Linked DNA regions of Mus musculus: all the other regions are linked to region 2. The links are chromatin contacts, called in public HiChIP or PLAC-seq and promoter capture Hi-C maps. All regions are on one chromosome and are shown on one strand. Each heading gives the region's core, a stretch centred on a gene start, on an enhancer-like site or on the middle of the called end of the contact. The rest is flanking DNA. Distances are from core to core; before and after follow the strand shown. Region 1 holds the start of Krt4 (keratin 4). Region 2 holds the start of Acvrl1 (activin A receptor, type II-like 1). Region 3 holds the start of Pou6f1 (POU domain, class 6, transcription factor 1). Region 4 holds the start of Tfcp2 (transcription factor CP2). Region 5 has its middle 20 kb from the start of Krt8.

Region 1 (2,700 bases), core at 86-2,585, 800 kb after region 2:
TGTATGCTCCAGCACTCAGGAGGCTGAGGTAGGAGGATGATGAGTCTGAAGCCGATATGAGCTACAGAGGAAAACCTTGTCTCCTGAATCTGTATACGATTAACTCTAACTACAAATGGCCCAGACATGTTCTAAGACTCAGCTGGAATCCATCCTGGCATGGACTTCCTGGAGCCTTCTCTCTCTAACGCACCCAGCCGGGCCAGCTAAAGGAGTGGTTGGCAGAGCATCTCCATGTTACATTCAAGCAGCAAAACTCCTGCCTTCTGAACTCAAAGGCTGAGATGAAAGGAAATACTGCCAACAAGCACAGAAAACTCTTAGTCTAACGTTCAAGTCTGTACTCCCAGGGTCACGGTAAAGCCTCCAGGAGCTACTACAGGCTCGTTCAAGCCAGTGTAGCCACTCATCCTCCTCCAAGGGGTTCACTCTTGCCTCAAACACCTAAAGGAACCAAAACCTTGATGCCCAGCAACCTAGAACAGCCTGGGCTAGAGCACTGCATTGGCCCCTAGCCATAGATTTCTGGGTAACCAGATTCTATGATGCATGCCTACAATTGGGCTACATAGAAAAGATCTCCAGGTTTTGCCTTTTTAAAAAATGGAATCTGGGCTAGAAAAAGCAAAGAGTACCTCCTCTGCTCTTCAAGCATCCTCAGAGACGAGGGGTTTCACCCAGAGTCAGAAGTAGGTATGAGGTGACTTCCTGGCTAAGACCCAGGGCCCAGGGCTTAGAAACCCCGCACTCCACCACCCTCTGCAAAGATCAGGCTCACTCGCCTTATCGATGAAGGACGCGAATTTGTTGTTGAGGGTCTTGATCTGCTCACGCTCCGCCGTGCGGATTTTCTGGATCTCTGGGTCAATCTCCACCTGAAGAGGTGTCAGCAGGCTCTGGTTGATGGTGACTTCCTGAATACCTCCAGCAGGACAGACTGGGAAGCCAGGACCTCCTCGACCGTTGAAGGAGCCTCCAAAGCCACCGCCAAAACCACCGGCACCAAACCCAGCACCGTATCCTCCAACGCCGAAGCCTCCGGCACCCCCATAGCCGCCGCCTTGGCAGGACCCAGCCACGCTCATGGAGATACTCTTGTGACCCCCGAGGTTGTAAAGACTTCTGCTGCCGAAGCCCCCAGAAGAGCAGCGCCCTGCACCGCCAGACATGGAGCCTGAGCTAAAGGCCACTCGCTTGACACCACCAGCAATAGCTGAGCCACTGCTAAAGCCCCGGGAGGCTCCGCGGACACTTGACTGTCTGGCGATCATGGCTGAGAGAGGAGGCAGCTGCAACGAGCTTAGAACAGAAGCGAAGCAAAGGCCAGATCCTGAATGCCAGAACCCTCGGCCCTTGTGGCTTATATGCGCTGGAGCAGCAGGGCTTGGTTGCAGGGGCATAAAGGGAAAAATCCGAAGTATCTCTGGGCTGGGCCTTTGGCAACGGCCCATCTCTCTTGCACCTGCTGAACATGTCACTAAGCACACCTAGAAAAGTCACTGGGAGGGCACAGCTTACGGTCTCATCCCTCGCTGAGCCAGTGCCCCAGGGCCTCCTGTATCACTGCCCACCTGACTCAGACTTGCAAGGCCCCACTGCCCTTCCTCCTTCTTTCCCAGCCTCATGGGGCTCCTGCTACAGACACCTAGTCTGATCACCCCTACTTGCATGCCACAGACCCTGGAACCTGAGAGCCTGGGTTCTAGGGCACAGCCTGCCATTGCCAGGCTATGCACCCTGACCTGTGTGTGCAAGCTGCTCCCTGAGCTCAGCCCAGGGACTCATAAATTGGAAAGAATGCAAATATTTACTTTTCCTTTCAATACAAAAGAGATTGTGATCTTGGATGGGAGCTTGGCAAGCTGTCAGCATCAACTCTTATGCCTGTGTCCATCATTCTTATCCTCTGTGTGTCCCTGGCCACTTGTTCACCTATGAAACAAGGCTCTTCTCTTACAGTTCCAGCCTGGTAGCCTTTCCAACCAAGACCCAAAGAAACTCCTGGATGGGATTCTACCGTGTGGCCCATAGCCACCCTGGGCTTACAGGGCTTCCCCAGAACACAGCACGTCTGGGTTGGTTTGTATGCTTGTTTGTTTGTTTTGTTTTGTTTTTTCTGAAGTGGTCCCAGAATTCTGGAAAGAGATTCCTAACATTCTTGATGCTGAGTATTGCTTTGGCAGACTGGTGGTCATTCAGGGCCATGTGCGAGATACAAAATCATAGTTTTACTCCCAGAACTTGGATTTCTCCTAACTGAGCAGAACTGGCCTATACAGAGTCTATTCATCTCTCACTAATTATGCAGTCTGGGGTGGGCCATCTGATACCTCTGAGACCAGCCAACTCACTTTATAAATAAAATAAGACATGTTCCTATGCATAGATAAGACAATATATCCAAGGTGCCTAGTACACTGGAGACAAACAGGCATCCGCTCTCATCCTGTCCAGGGACTAGGAAATCCAATACATCTGAGTTTCCTCCTCCCTCCATCATTGAGAAAATGACCCAGAGGTGAGAAAGAGCAACCACCAGCACATGGATAATCCCACCTGCCTGAATCACACCCATGTCCCCCAAAAGCTTCCTTGATACACAGAGAACTCAGGGTGAGGGTGAGCACAGGTCAGGCCCTAGGGATGGAGCTACAGCAAAGGCCAGAAGACAGTCCAAGAGCCCAACCAACAGTCCTCCAG
Region 2 (2,700 bases), core at 197-2,696:
ATGGGAGGCTTGGGTTCACAAGAACAGCCCAGGCACCAGCCAGTGTCGGGAACGCTAAGAAGAGGGGAAAGATGCCACCCCTGTCCACAGCTTCTCTTCAACCTCCTAAATTGACTTCTCTCCGTCTTACTTCACAGGCCTGCCCACAGAAACTCTTCAGTCCCCACTGACCCCCTCAGCCACTTCCCAGCTCCTGACCTTACCCATGGTCCCCTATCTGCCCCTTCCCAAGGAGGCGGACCTTAGACTTGGGCTGCAGAGGTCCCATGGGTCCTGTCCCACTCAAGACAGAGAGCCGCCGGCTGGAGAATGAAAGGCTTACCGGAAGCCATGGCATGTGGGAGGAAGAGTGGGTGTGAAGATGGTCATGTATCCAAGCTCCCTGTTCTATAGAGTGTAACAAAGCGACCACCACAATCTGGAAAAGCAGATACTGTAATCCATAGTACTGCAAGACATGGTCTGTCCTGACCCTGAAATTTGGTTGAGCCGGGGCTCTGGAAGGTCATGGGGCTCACAATTCAAGAAGCTGCTAGCATGTGGAGCTCAGCAGAGGAAGTAAGACCAGTGGGAGCCTCCCGCCTTTCTCTCCCCCAGCCTCTATCCTTGCCAAAGGATAGGGCACCTCTGTCCCATCTTGCAAAATCTACATGACAGGCATGACACCTTAGAGATTGCTTCTGTGTTCTCCCACTGGGCTAGGGCCACCCCTTCCCTAGCCTTCTCAAATATTAGCCGACAAACTCCTTCCTTGAGGAACTTAGATAGGCACCATCTTTTACCGTTTGAAAGATGGAACACTATGCTCATTAGTAGCGGGGGGGGGGGGGGGGGGTTGAAGCCCCTGGAGGTGTTAGTGGGGTCACAGCAACTAGCCTGGATTCCCAGCTGGTGGAACTACTTCAAGGTCCCCCACAAGGATATTCACAAGGCTAAGAGTAAAACTCAAGTCCTGCCCAGGAAAGCATAGATTTTCACCCAGTCCCAGCCTGTACTGCCGATCAGGAAGAGGAAGAGTGTCCTGTCTTCCCCATCCCGAGCCCTCTGCCCAACTCCCCAGCCGCAGGTCCCAGCCTCACAAGGTTCCATGCCCCAAATTCTAAAGCTCCCCATCTGGTAGTTGTGCCCCGCCCCCATCCCGTGGTTGGGGTCCCAGCCCGGCTAGACAAAAAGGACACGGCTGAACAGAAAAGACAAGGTGGCCTTTCCCTCTATTCTGGCCACCCCTGACCTGAGGGAGAGGAACAACTAACTGTCAAGCCTTGAGGTGCACAGACCAGACTGACTCAGAACGGACCTATCTAGGTTTCTTTAGCCCGAGGCTGAGCGTTGATGGCCAGCACTGTGGACAACGGAAGGGAACAAAAGTATTAAGGGTGAAGGGCTGGAATTTGGAGGCAAAAAGATTTAAGCCAACTGGAGAATCCAAAGGGCGGAGCCAACTCTGGAGCAGACACTCCCAGCCCAAACTCAGCTTTCTTAGCGCTGTTCCTTAGGAGTGAGCACAGGTAAGTTGGCTGCTACCTCACGCGGGTCCCTCCCTGAAGCCCTCACGAATCTAGATTTCTGCCTCTGGGTGCAGGCTACCCTCTCCTGGCCTAGAGCGACGCTTCCGCAGCTAGCTCAGTCCCTACGTTCCTACCCAGGACGCACGGGACCCCAATGCCTGGGTTCGAAGCCTGTCCCTTCGTGGCAGGGAGGGGCTGGGGTGGTCGCACTCGGTCTGCAGCCCTCTAGAGCCGAGCCCTGCTGCTGGGAGGCGTACTGGGCAATAGGAAACGAGTTATTAGGAGGGAGTGGTGGAGCCGGGCCAGGCAGGAAGAAGCTAGAATAAGAAACATTTTGCTCCAGCCCCTTCCCAGTCCCCGGAGGCCGCCGCGCCAGCCGCGCAGATCGAGACCTTTCCCGGCCCCACAGGCCGGCTCTGGACGTGAGACCCCGGCCGCCTCCGGCAAGGAGAGGCGGGGGTCGAGTCGCCCTGTCCAAAGGTGAGTCGGAGTGCCGCTGGGCCGGGCAGGGAGACCTGTCCCTGGTCTCAGGGGGACCCTTCTTTATGTGGATCTCAAAGACCTCTCAGACGGCGCGTGGCAGGGTCAGTTTTAGCCGGGCAAGACAGTCAGCAGTCCCCTGGTTGTGGACACACACCTCCCTGCTACCCCGACCTGAGCGTGGAAGGGGGCGGGTCGAGCACGGATGGGGAATCAAAAAACTTTTTTTGCTAGGTATCCTGAGGCCTTTAGCTTCTCTTCCCTGCCGAGATTAACTCTTCTACCCTTATCTATAAAGGTAAAACGGGACTGAAAGATTCTTCCCTCCTGAGCTCCAGGGTGCTCTGTTGACATAGGAGCGACTTCCCTTGCGGAACCTCCTCATAGAGACCACTTAACCTGGCACCCCAATCCTTATCTCTATAGGGTCACAGAATTCCCCTGCCGTGGGTGTCCTTGACATTCCCCTTTAGGGACTCCTGGCCCTCCCCCAGGCTGAGATCCAGGCAGTCAGTCAGCCCTGCAGAGAACAGCTCTGCTTTCTTAGGTCTTCCTTTGAAGGACACATTCCCCTGCTCACGAGCAACTTCTGGATGAGTTCGGCCCCCTCTCTGACCCTCCAGGGTCAGTCTGTCTAGGGGGTCTGTCTAGGGTCTTTCCTCTCTGGATCCTCACCACTCTAGCTGGCCCCCCACCTGTCTTCACAATTATC
Region 3 (2,700 bases), core at 28-2,527, 530 kb before region 2:
TTGTTTGTCTTGCTCCTTCCAGGACAGGTGGGGCTTTGTCTGAGTGCGGCTCTCGCACACTGATTTTTTTTTATTGAAGTACCATAGAAGGAATGAATGTGATTCTGCTTTACATATGTAAAGAGGCCCCCGAGTCACAGAAATATCCTGCTCACAAACTTCAATCAAAACGGAATACACGCCCAGCATGCCGGTTTGCAGTGTTGACTGTCGTAGATTACCAAAGCGACGGGTATATATGCATGGAACTGGGGGCCCCGCCTTCTATTTTGTGAGCAAGGAATGCCAGGGAGCCAACAGGCTACAGTCTCTGTGTCTGCTAGGAGCTTCCTGTCTTTGGCCTAGGGAAGCTTTTGAGCAGGCTTTCATTTTCTCCTGCCCAGCTGCAGCGACTACTCTGTAAAGGTTTCAGGCTTCCCACCCAAGCCCGAGGAGGCGATCTTAGCGCTGAAGTGGCTTAGAAGCCACTCTGGAGATCCCTCAGCCTTGCCAGGTGCAAATGTCCCGGGAGGAGATAGTGGGCCCGTTTTATGACATTATTAATACTAATACTGTCATTAAATATTTATGAAGTGCTCACGCTCTGATCGACGGTGACCCTCCCACCATTCCCCCATCCTTCCAGTGACAGCGAGGTCTCTGCCCCCCAGAGTCCCACCAGCCCTTTCTCCGGAGTAGCGGTGACAGGTCGCCAGGGAACCCAAGCGTCCCGGGATCCAGGACTCTACGTGCCTCTCCCCGACACCCCGCCCCCCACCAGGGCAGGGCGTCCACCCAAGCGGCCGCCCCTCCTCGAGTGTCCGCGGGGACCGGAGACCAGGGTGCGGCCCGGGGTCTGCGGCCCCAGGTGGGCAGAGCGCGGCCCTCGACTCCCAGAGCTCCAGCCTCCGGGGCCGCAGCCCGCCGCCCCGGCCCCGCGCCTTTTTCTCTCTTTATCATAAATATATAAATTATGCTAATTACGGGCATTGCATATTAACCAAATTCGAAACCTCCCCTGCCCGGCCCCCTCCCCCTCCGTGCAAAGCCCTCCCCGCCCCGGACCCCGCTACTCACCGGAGCCCGAAGCCCAGCCTCCCGCTCCCCGGCTGCCCAGCGGCCACCGGCTAGACACTCATCCCCCAGCCCGGGCCAGGGGGCCGCGGCCGGGGCGGCCGCCCGCAGACAAAGAAGCCGGAGCGGCTCGGCCCGGCTCGCTCGGCCCGGAGCCACTCGGGACCCGCCGCCCCCTGAGCCCCCCGCCGGGGCTGGCAGAGCGGAGCGGCGGTGGGTTGCGGGCCACGCACGGGCCGGGACGCCGGGGGCGGGGGCGGCCAGGTGCAGTCCCCTCCTCGCCCCCTCCTCCCTCCCCCCCTTTCCCTCCTTCTGCTACTTGGATTTTTTTAGCTGCTGCGTCATGAGCATAATTTATGCAAAGCGCTTTGCCGCATGCTGCACCTCCCGCGCCAGCCGCCGGGGGCGGCGGTCAGGAAAAGGAGGGGGGGTCTGGGAAGCTGCGAGCTGCGCGTGGGGGTGGGTAGGAACCCCAGGCCTCGCGGGGACTGGGACCCAGGGCCTGTGGGGCCGCTTGACTCAGCCCCCTTGGAGAGCAGGACTGGAGTCTCGATAGGGGACCCCGTGTCGCCTTCCCTTCAGCCGAGGATTGAGCAGTGACAACCGTGACTCTCTGGTGGTCAACTGCCCTTCTCAACGGCCAACCTCAAGTTCACGTCTGTCCTCTAGGCCGTAAAGGAGAGGGAACTCGGACGTCACTAAGGCTCAGGGTCTCCGGAGCAGCTGTGCACATCCCAGAGGGACCAGGGTCCCGGACGCTCTGCTGAGCTAGCTCGCTTTCCCACCTTCAGGAGGGGCGGGGTCCCACCTGCAGCCTGCGGGCTAGTCAAGCAGCACACGAAGGTGTGAAAAGAAAGGCAAAGTTTGACGCGATGGAGAAAAACAAGCCACTGTTTTGGGGACCGTGATGGTGGGGAGGGTTTGTTATATCTACTGACTTTTGAAGGTAGAGGGAGACTCAGAGGCCGATTAGGGGCCAGGGGAACGAAGGTTTGGGACATAATGGACAAAAGAAGGAAGACCAGGAGAGCGAGAAAGAATGAAGGGAGTCACCAGAGAAGAGCGTTATCAACGCAGCCAAGTGGATTCCCAACAGTGTTTCCCTCTTCGCCCTCACCCCACACCCGTGCTTCCGTGGTCTAGGATGATCTCGGTAGGCCGTGCAGAAGCAGCAATAGGAGAAATGATGAACTGTAGAGCCCTTGCCAGACAGTCCCTTAAACGTCTCCAGTGGAAGCACACACTCAGGAGGAGAGGGGAGCAGCATCGGCTGGGTTTGACCAACAGGTACACTCCAGGCTGCCTGCATCATGCTGGCTACTGGTGCCGCAGAGCTGGGCTGTCCGCTGTTTTCCTGGGGCCATGGAGGAGGCACTGCGGGTGAGACTAACTAAAGGGTCAAGAACCAGAAAGCTTGGGGTTTTATCCCAGCGCGTCCATCCATTTGCGGTCTAGGCAAACGATACAGTTTAGTTTTACAAACAGAGGTAGCCTGAGCCGGGCACCGTCCCACCTGTAGGACCGGCTGCTGGAGAGGCAGCAAACCGAATGAACCTGTGAATTAGGATGCAGCCTGAACAACAAAGTCTCTCTCTCTCTCTCTCTCTCTCTCTCTCTCTCTCTCTCTCACACACACACACACACACA
Region 4 (2,700 bases), core at 62-2,561, 580 kb before region 2:
TTTTTTGTTGTTGTTGTTTTTTCAAGACAGGGTTTCTCTGTGTAGTCCTGGCTGTCCTGGAACTCACTCTGTAGACCAGGCTGGCCTCGAACTCAGAAATCCGCCTGCCTCTGCCTCCCGAGTGCTGGGATCAAAGGCGTGCGCCTCTTTGTCACTTTTTAGACATTCTCAGCTCAAGTTTCCAAAGACAGGAACCCTGGAAGAAAACCTTAAAACAAGTCTGTTGTAAGAGACAGCTGTCTGTGGACTTCTTGTCCAAGGTATCCCATCTCTTCCCAACAAGTCGTCAACCTTGAACCTCAGTTCCCAGCTGCCGGACTTCTTTAGATATCCCTCAACTGCCCCTTCTTCACGTGAATCCAGACATACCCAAGCATACAGTCAGTGTCCAAGTCTCCTACACCATCTGGATGCAAGGGCCCTACAGAGTTGACTCTAGAGTCTTTCCTGTCCTCCCATACCACTACTACTCAAACCAGAGGATGGGGGAGGTAGGGAGGTGTAAGGGGGGGGGTAATCTGCCCACCAAGCTGCAGGCTGTTCTCTTAAACTGTACAGCCGCCCTCCCACCTTTCAAGATCCTGCCTTTGTTATTAAGAAGGTAAGGTCTGGGAGGCATCTCACTCACCTCATACTATAAGCACCAGCACCCAGTTCCTGGCCAATGCCGGACAGGCTAGCATCAAAGTCCTGCACAAGCCCCGACTCGATCACTTCGTCGGCTAGCGGCAGCTTCAGAGCCCAGGCCATCCCGGCTCCTTCCTTGCCCCAACAGGCGCCGGCTCCTGTACAAAGGCGCGGAGCGTAACTCTACCCGGCAGACAGCACAGTGGAAGTCAGCTACAAACCCAGCTCCTCGCGCAGCGCCCCAAGCCTGACCTACGGGCTGCACCCTGGCTACTCCTCGGGAGCCCCGGTGACAGGAATCCCTCCCGTTCGGCTCTCGGGATCGTGAGGCACCAGGTCCCGCCGGAGCTCAGCCGGACTCGGGCTCTCTGAAGCCCACCGGTCGGTCGCTCGGCGTCCTCCGCTCAGCCTCAAAGCGGAGACGCGCAGGACACCGGGCGCTCCGAGCGTCCCCTCCGCCCCCCTAGGTGGAAAGCTCCTCCCTCCGGGCATCCGCACTTTCCCTCAGGCCTCGCTTCCGGTCAACCAGATAACTTCCGGTCACCGATTCTTCTCCCCGCCCCCCCACTCCGCTCTCAGCACAAACCCAGGGTTCCTCCGAGCCGTCCCCACACCCTCCTTAGCCACCACGACCGCCTGGAAGCGTGGACAGCGAAAGTTCGGCGCAGACTCGAAGCGCAAACCCGCCCCCAGCGCCAACCAATCAGGACGTCCGCTACGGCCATGGCGCAACGTCACCATCCATCTACCAATGAAGAAGAGACTGGTTCTGTCTTCGCAGCGGTGATAGGCTATCGACGCGAAGGCTTCCGCCCCCGGAGTAGTGGGCGGGCTCAGTGCTTAGGCGTGAACCCGGGTCGCAGGCTCTCGGTCCTGACAGTAGAGCAGAACTGCGGTTCTATCTTTCCGCTTCCCGCTCCCATTCCCGGAGGGACTTTCGTTCCCGTGTGTCCAGTCCTAAACTCTCCCCATTTGCCTTCCCTTATCTTCACCCTTCTCCCTAAGGCATTCGCGCAGGAAACAGGGAAAACTATTGGGGTTTTTGTTGATGTTCAGACGGGGTCTTTAGGTAACTTTAGCTGACCCAGAACTGAGAGATCCACACCCCCAGCCTGAGTGCTAGGATCAAAAGCGTGCACACTACACCTTGCTTGTTGTTTTGTTTCTGTTTGGTTGGTTCTTTGATGTTTTGTTTTTGTTTGTTTTAGGCAATGATGAATGAGTGTTGGGGAAAAATCTGCAGAGCAAAGTCAGAGCTGGCATCTTTATTTATAGTATGATAACTTAAGAGTATTCTCCAAGAGATTGAATTTACTAAACTGTAAATCAAGAACAACCATAGCCAGGCATAGTGGTTCATGCCTTTGATCCCAGCACTCCAGAGACAGAGGCAGGCAGATCTGATTTCCAGGTGAGCCAGGGCTAGATAATGAAGACCCTGGAGCAGGAGGTGAAATCATACCTCCTCCACCTTGCTCCTGAGGATTAATTACGGCCATTTTTAAAATTAAGCACGGGCAAAATACCTGTATGCTATGAACAGTATTGCAGAAGTCCTCAAGACAGGGTTGTAATCCCTTCCTAAAAGGGCATTGTGTGTTCCTAAAAACCTAGCACTCAGTAGGCTGAGGCAGAAGGATCTCCACAAGTTCAAGAACAGTCTAGACTACATAGCAATTTCCATAACAGCCAGGTCTACCTAGCATCTCTAGTCATTGTTTGCTCGTTTGTTGAGACAGGGTTCTTTTTGTCGCCTGGGCTGTCTTGGAACTCTGTATACCACTAGGGTCCTTAGGTCACCAGACTGGCCTTGAAGTCAAAAGATCTGCCTGCCTCTGCCTCCCATCTTAAAAAAAAAAAAATTCTAAAGGTAAATGTCACTTATTTTACCAAACAGAAAGGTAAGGCTAGAACTAAATTGTCATGATAAACATGCCTCTGCCGGCCAAAGACATCCCCTGTCTGTGGAAGTGTGCTTCGTTCTGTATGCCAACACAATATCCTTATAGTCTGCTTTGACTTAGATTTGTATATAACTACTTCTCCCACTGAGTTTCTACCTCAGGAGAGATA
Region 5 (2,700 bases), core at 93-2,592, 860 kb after region 2:
TATGAGCATGTCTGTATGTGCCTGCCTATACCTGTCTGTACCTGTGCACATACAACCTCTACAAAAGCTTGCCTCTGGTCCCAAAGGCACGTGGTACTCAAGCACACGTACACACGTGCTCACACACACACATGCGTACACACACGCACACGTACACACGCACATGCGTACTTGCAAACGCACATGCGCACTCACACGTACACACACATATGTGCACACACACGCACATATACACGCACGCACGCTCACGTGCACGTGCACATACAAGTTCACTCCCTGCCAAGCTTCCCTGGATGGGAAGGCTGTAGCTCCAGAGGGCAAAGGAGATGCTTCCATTTAGACAGCAGGTGTTCAAGACCACCTCTCTCCTGCCAAGCACCCCTCCCCTCACACAGGTCCTGTCCTAGCTCCGTGTGAGTTAAGGGATGAGAGCCTTGTGGTAGATACAGGAAATGCAGGCACAGCCTCCAGGGCCATAAGACTTACAGAGAGGGTCATCTCTGAACTAAGAGACCAAGTGCCCACCGAATGGACAGGCAAGGCATTGGAAGTGTATTTGGGGTCAGGCATACACAGCCGCAAAGAGCAGATAGTGCGTGGTTCCTTCGAGGATCCTGACAGGAGCCCGGCTGCTTTTGGCAGCAGAGAGAAAGGAATGGCTGCATACGTGGTCTCCAGTCACGTGAGGCAGGCCCTTACGCTAGTGGCTTCCTGTGTGTTCCTACTCAGTAAAACGGAGTCACACACACTAAACTGGGAAGCAAAACATTTAAGGTCCACTCTGGCATGACCCCAACTGTCCTCTCTGAGACCCCAGGACTACAGGGAGCTGGACCTGTGATCTGGGGACTCACATAGGCCAACTAAGCCCTAGTAACTCAGGTGTGCCCTTCTGATGCCGCCATGCTTGTGCCCCCTGGAGCCTGGTCTACCTCCTTCTCCATCCGCCAGCCTTAGGAGGCATGGACCTCCAGCCTCAGCCTCCGAAGGCTCTAAAAATGTTGCTTGGCTCCAGGAGCTAGGTGCTGCCTCCTGCTGGACAGATGGGGAACAGCTAGCAAGTGAGGCAATGTGGCTACAAGCCCTTGGTGCCTCTCCTCTGGTATTTAAACCCGCAGTGCACACTTTCCTTCACAAACAAGGCTGCCCAGGACATCTCACATCTCTTGGCATTCAGCTCCACCTCCCACCCACACTACAACAATGCAAGGTGTGGGACTCCCGTGGATAGAGACTAAAATCCACACAAATGTCACTCACCACGTCACGTCCTACCCAAAACAATAGGAGCTTCCCCTGATTAGCACAAAACATGCCTCTGTAGCCAATGATAGGCTGTGACCAGGACCCGCCCCGATCTCGCTCATGGAATGGGAGCTGCACGTGGCTGGCAAGCTTGGCTCTGGGTTTCAGAGCAGTTTCCTCCGTGCTCCTCTGCTGCCCTCTAGTGGAAAGATGGTGTACTTCCGGTGTACTCAAAAAAACGTCCCTCCATCGCACAGCCTTTCAGGATCTAGACACCCTGAGCAGCAGACTGGGAGGAAACGTTGAAAATCCAAGAGCTTGGAAGATAGGTCACATCCTGGGAGCCATCGGTTTGACAGAAGACAGGTCTGGCCATTGGATTCTCTCATACAGATGTCAACCTGTGCAGAAGGCTCTCTAATGAAGTATTTAAGAACCCCAAAACGTGCATTCCTAGAACAAAACTGATTTTCTCTGGAATTAAGAAAGGAGAAATAGGGCTGGAGAGATGGCTCCGCGGTTAAGAGCACTGACTGATCTTCCAGGGGTCAGGAGTTCAGTTCCCAGCAACCACATGGTGGCTCACGGCCATCTGTAATGGGATCTGATGCCCTCTTCTGGTGTGTCTGAAGACAGTGACACCTTTAACTTTCTGAAAGGCATTTTAGTGCAGTTTATGTATAACGCTAAACAAAGACCACCGAGGTTTTTTTTTTTTTAATAGCTAGCCCAGGCTCCCTCTGCTGCATTTCTGTGTCCTGAATCCTCACCCACCCACCCCACTCCAAGCACTGTGCCCCAAGACCAGCAGTGATTCTCAAAAAAAGAGAGGAGCCAGGTTTTGCCGTGTGTTCCTGTTCAGGGTCCTGTAGAGCTGTCACCGAGGCAAGCTTGTCCCTCTGGCCTCTGTGTCCCTGCTTAGAGTCAATTTCCAGAAACAGTTTCTAGTGACCCATTCGAGGATGGCCAAGATGGAGTCCTTAAATATTTGGACTAGTGGCTAGCATTTTAAAATCAGGTTTCAGGCTGGAGAGATGCTCGGAGTTGAGGGCACTGGCTGCCCTTCCAGAAGACCCGAGTTCAATTCCCAGCCCCCACATGGCAGCTCACAACTGTCTGTCCAGCTTCAGCAGATCCAACACCTCACATAGACAGGCAGGCAAAACACCAATTTACATAAAATAAAAATAAATAATTTTTAAATAAATAAATATAGAAATCTGGTTTCATATAAAATTTCAGGTCTCTACTGCAAAGTTGAAACTTGTGGCCACTCTGGAACCAGATTCCTTGGCAGAAACCAGGAAAGACCACAAAAAACGAGGGCTGTGGCTGCCCACTCTCCTTAGCATTGAAAGATGCTGGTGGACACTGGCCAGACAGAAGAATAAGCCATAAATGAGAGCCACCAGTAGAACTTTGTGAGAGACTCACTGTGTATCTCTGGCTGTCCTG

The links. Promoter capture Hi-C pulls out the DNA fragments that hold promoters and counts their contacts. HiChIP or PLAC-seq counts read pairs in DNA pulled down with a chosen protein or histone mark.
Region 1: a contact with region 2 is called in a promoter capture Hi-C map of liver, with 2.4 times the contacts expected there. The contact joins the promoter of Krt4 here to the promoter of Acvrl1 in region 2. A contact is called at or near these places in 4 of 39 promoter capture datasets (hippocampal neurons, liver and pre-B cells).
Region 3: a contact with region 2 is called in a promoter capture Hi-C map of hippocampal neurons, with 2.4 times the contacts expected there. The contact joins the promoter of Pou6f1 here to the promoter of Acvrl1 in region 2. A contact is called at or near these places in 7 of 39 promoter capture datasets (the 3T3-L1 cell line, 3T3-L1-derived adipocytes, the C10 cell line and 2 more), 1 of 484 Hi-C or Micro-C datasets (LSK cells), 2 of 115 datasets of contacts at active chromatin or transcription factors (bone marrow-derived macrophages and microglia) and 1 of 9 other capture datasets (liver).
Region 4: an H3K27ac HiChIP or PLAC-seq map of microglia shows a contact between it and region 2, with 5 times the contacts expected there. The contact joins the promoter of Tfcp2 here to the promoter of Acvrl1 in region 2. A contact is called at or near these places in 8 of 39 promoter capture datasets (the 3T3-L1 cell line, 3T3-L1-derived adipocytes, the C10 cell line and 3 more) and 3 of 115 datasets of contacts at active chromatin or transcription factors (extraembryonic endoderm stem cells, memory CD8 T cells and microglia).
Region 5: a contact with region 2 is called in a promoter capture Hi-C map of liver, with 2.4 times the contacts expected there. The contact joins the enhancer-like site here to the promoter of Acvrl1 in region 2. A contact is called at or near these places in 11 of 39 promoter capture datasets (the 3T3-L1 cell line, 3T3-L1-derived adipocytes, cranial neural crest and 6 more), 1 of 15 datasets of contacts at CTCF or cohesin (large pre-B cells), 2 of 484 Hi-C or Micro-C datasets (the G1E-ER4 cell line and muscle stem cells), 3 of 115 datasets of contacts at active chromatin or transcription factors (astrocytes, bone marrow-derived macrophages and pancreatic cancer cells) and 2 of 9 other capture datasets (adipose tissue and liver).

The regions. Positions count from the first base shown.
Region 1 is chr15:101,923,400-101,926,099 of GRCm38.p6, forward strand. Krt4 (keratin 4) reads right to left here and starts at 1,336. Exons shown (of 9, transcript NM_008475.2): 1 at 783-1,336. The coding sequence starts at 1,271.
Region 2 is chr15:101,127,076-101,129,775 of GRCm38.p6, forward strand. Acvrl1 (activin A receptor, type II-like 1) reads left to right here and starts at 1,447. Exons shown (of 11, transcript NM_001277257.1): 1 at 1,447-1,508; 2 at 1,852-1,988.
Region 3 is chr15:100,598,707-100,601,406 of GRCm38.p6, forward strand. It overlaps Pou6f1 (POU domain, class 6, transcription factor 1), which reads right to left and starts at 1,278. Exons shown (of 11, transcript NM_001304965.1): 1 at 1,057-1,278.
Region 4 is chr15:100,550,697-100,553,396 of GRCm38.p6, forward strand. Tfcp2 (transcription factor CP2) reads right to left here and starts at 1,312. Exons shown (of 16, transcript NM_033476.3): 1 at 1,214-1,312; 2 at 629-785. The coding sequence starts at 750.
Region 5 is chr15:101,983,074-101,985,773 of GRCm38.p6, forward strand. It overlaps a transcript of Krt78 not described here. Among named protein-coding and RNA genes, the nearest start is that of Krt8, 20 kb to the right of the region's middle. Within about 2 kb of position 1,343, at least 318 of the 459 cell types and tissues checked have an H3K27ac peak or open chromatin away from gene starts, as enhancers often do. A contact at or near this core is called in 3T3-L1-derived adipocytes, the G1E-ER4 cell line, adipose tissue and 7 more, where this site is marked.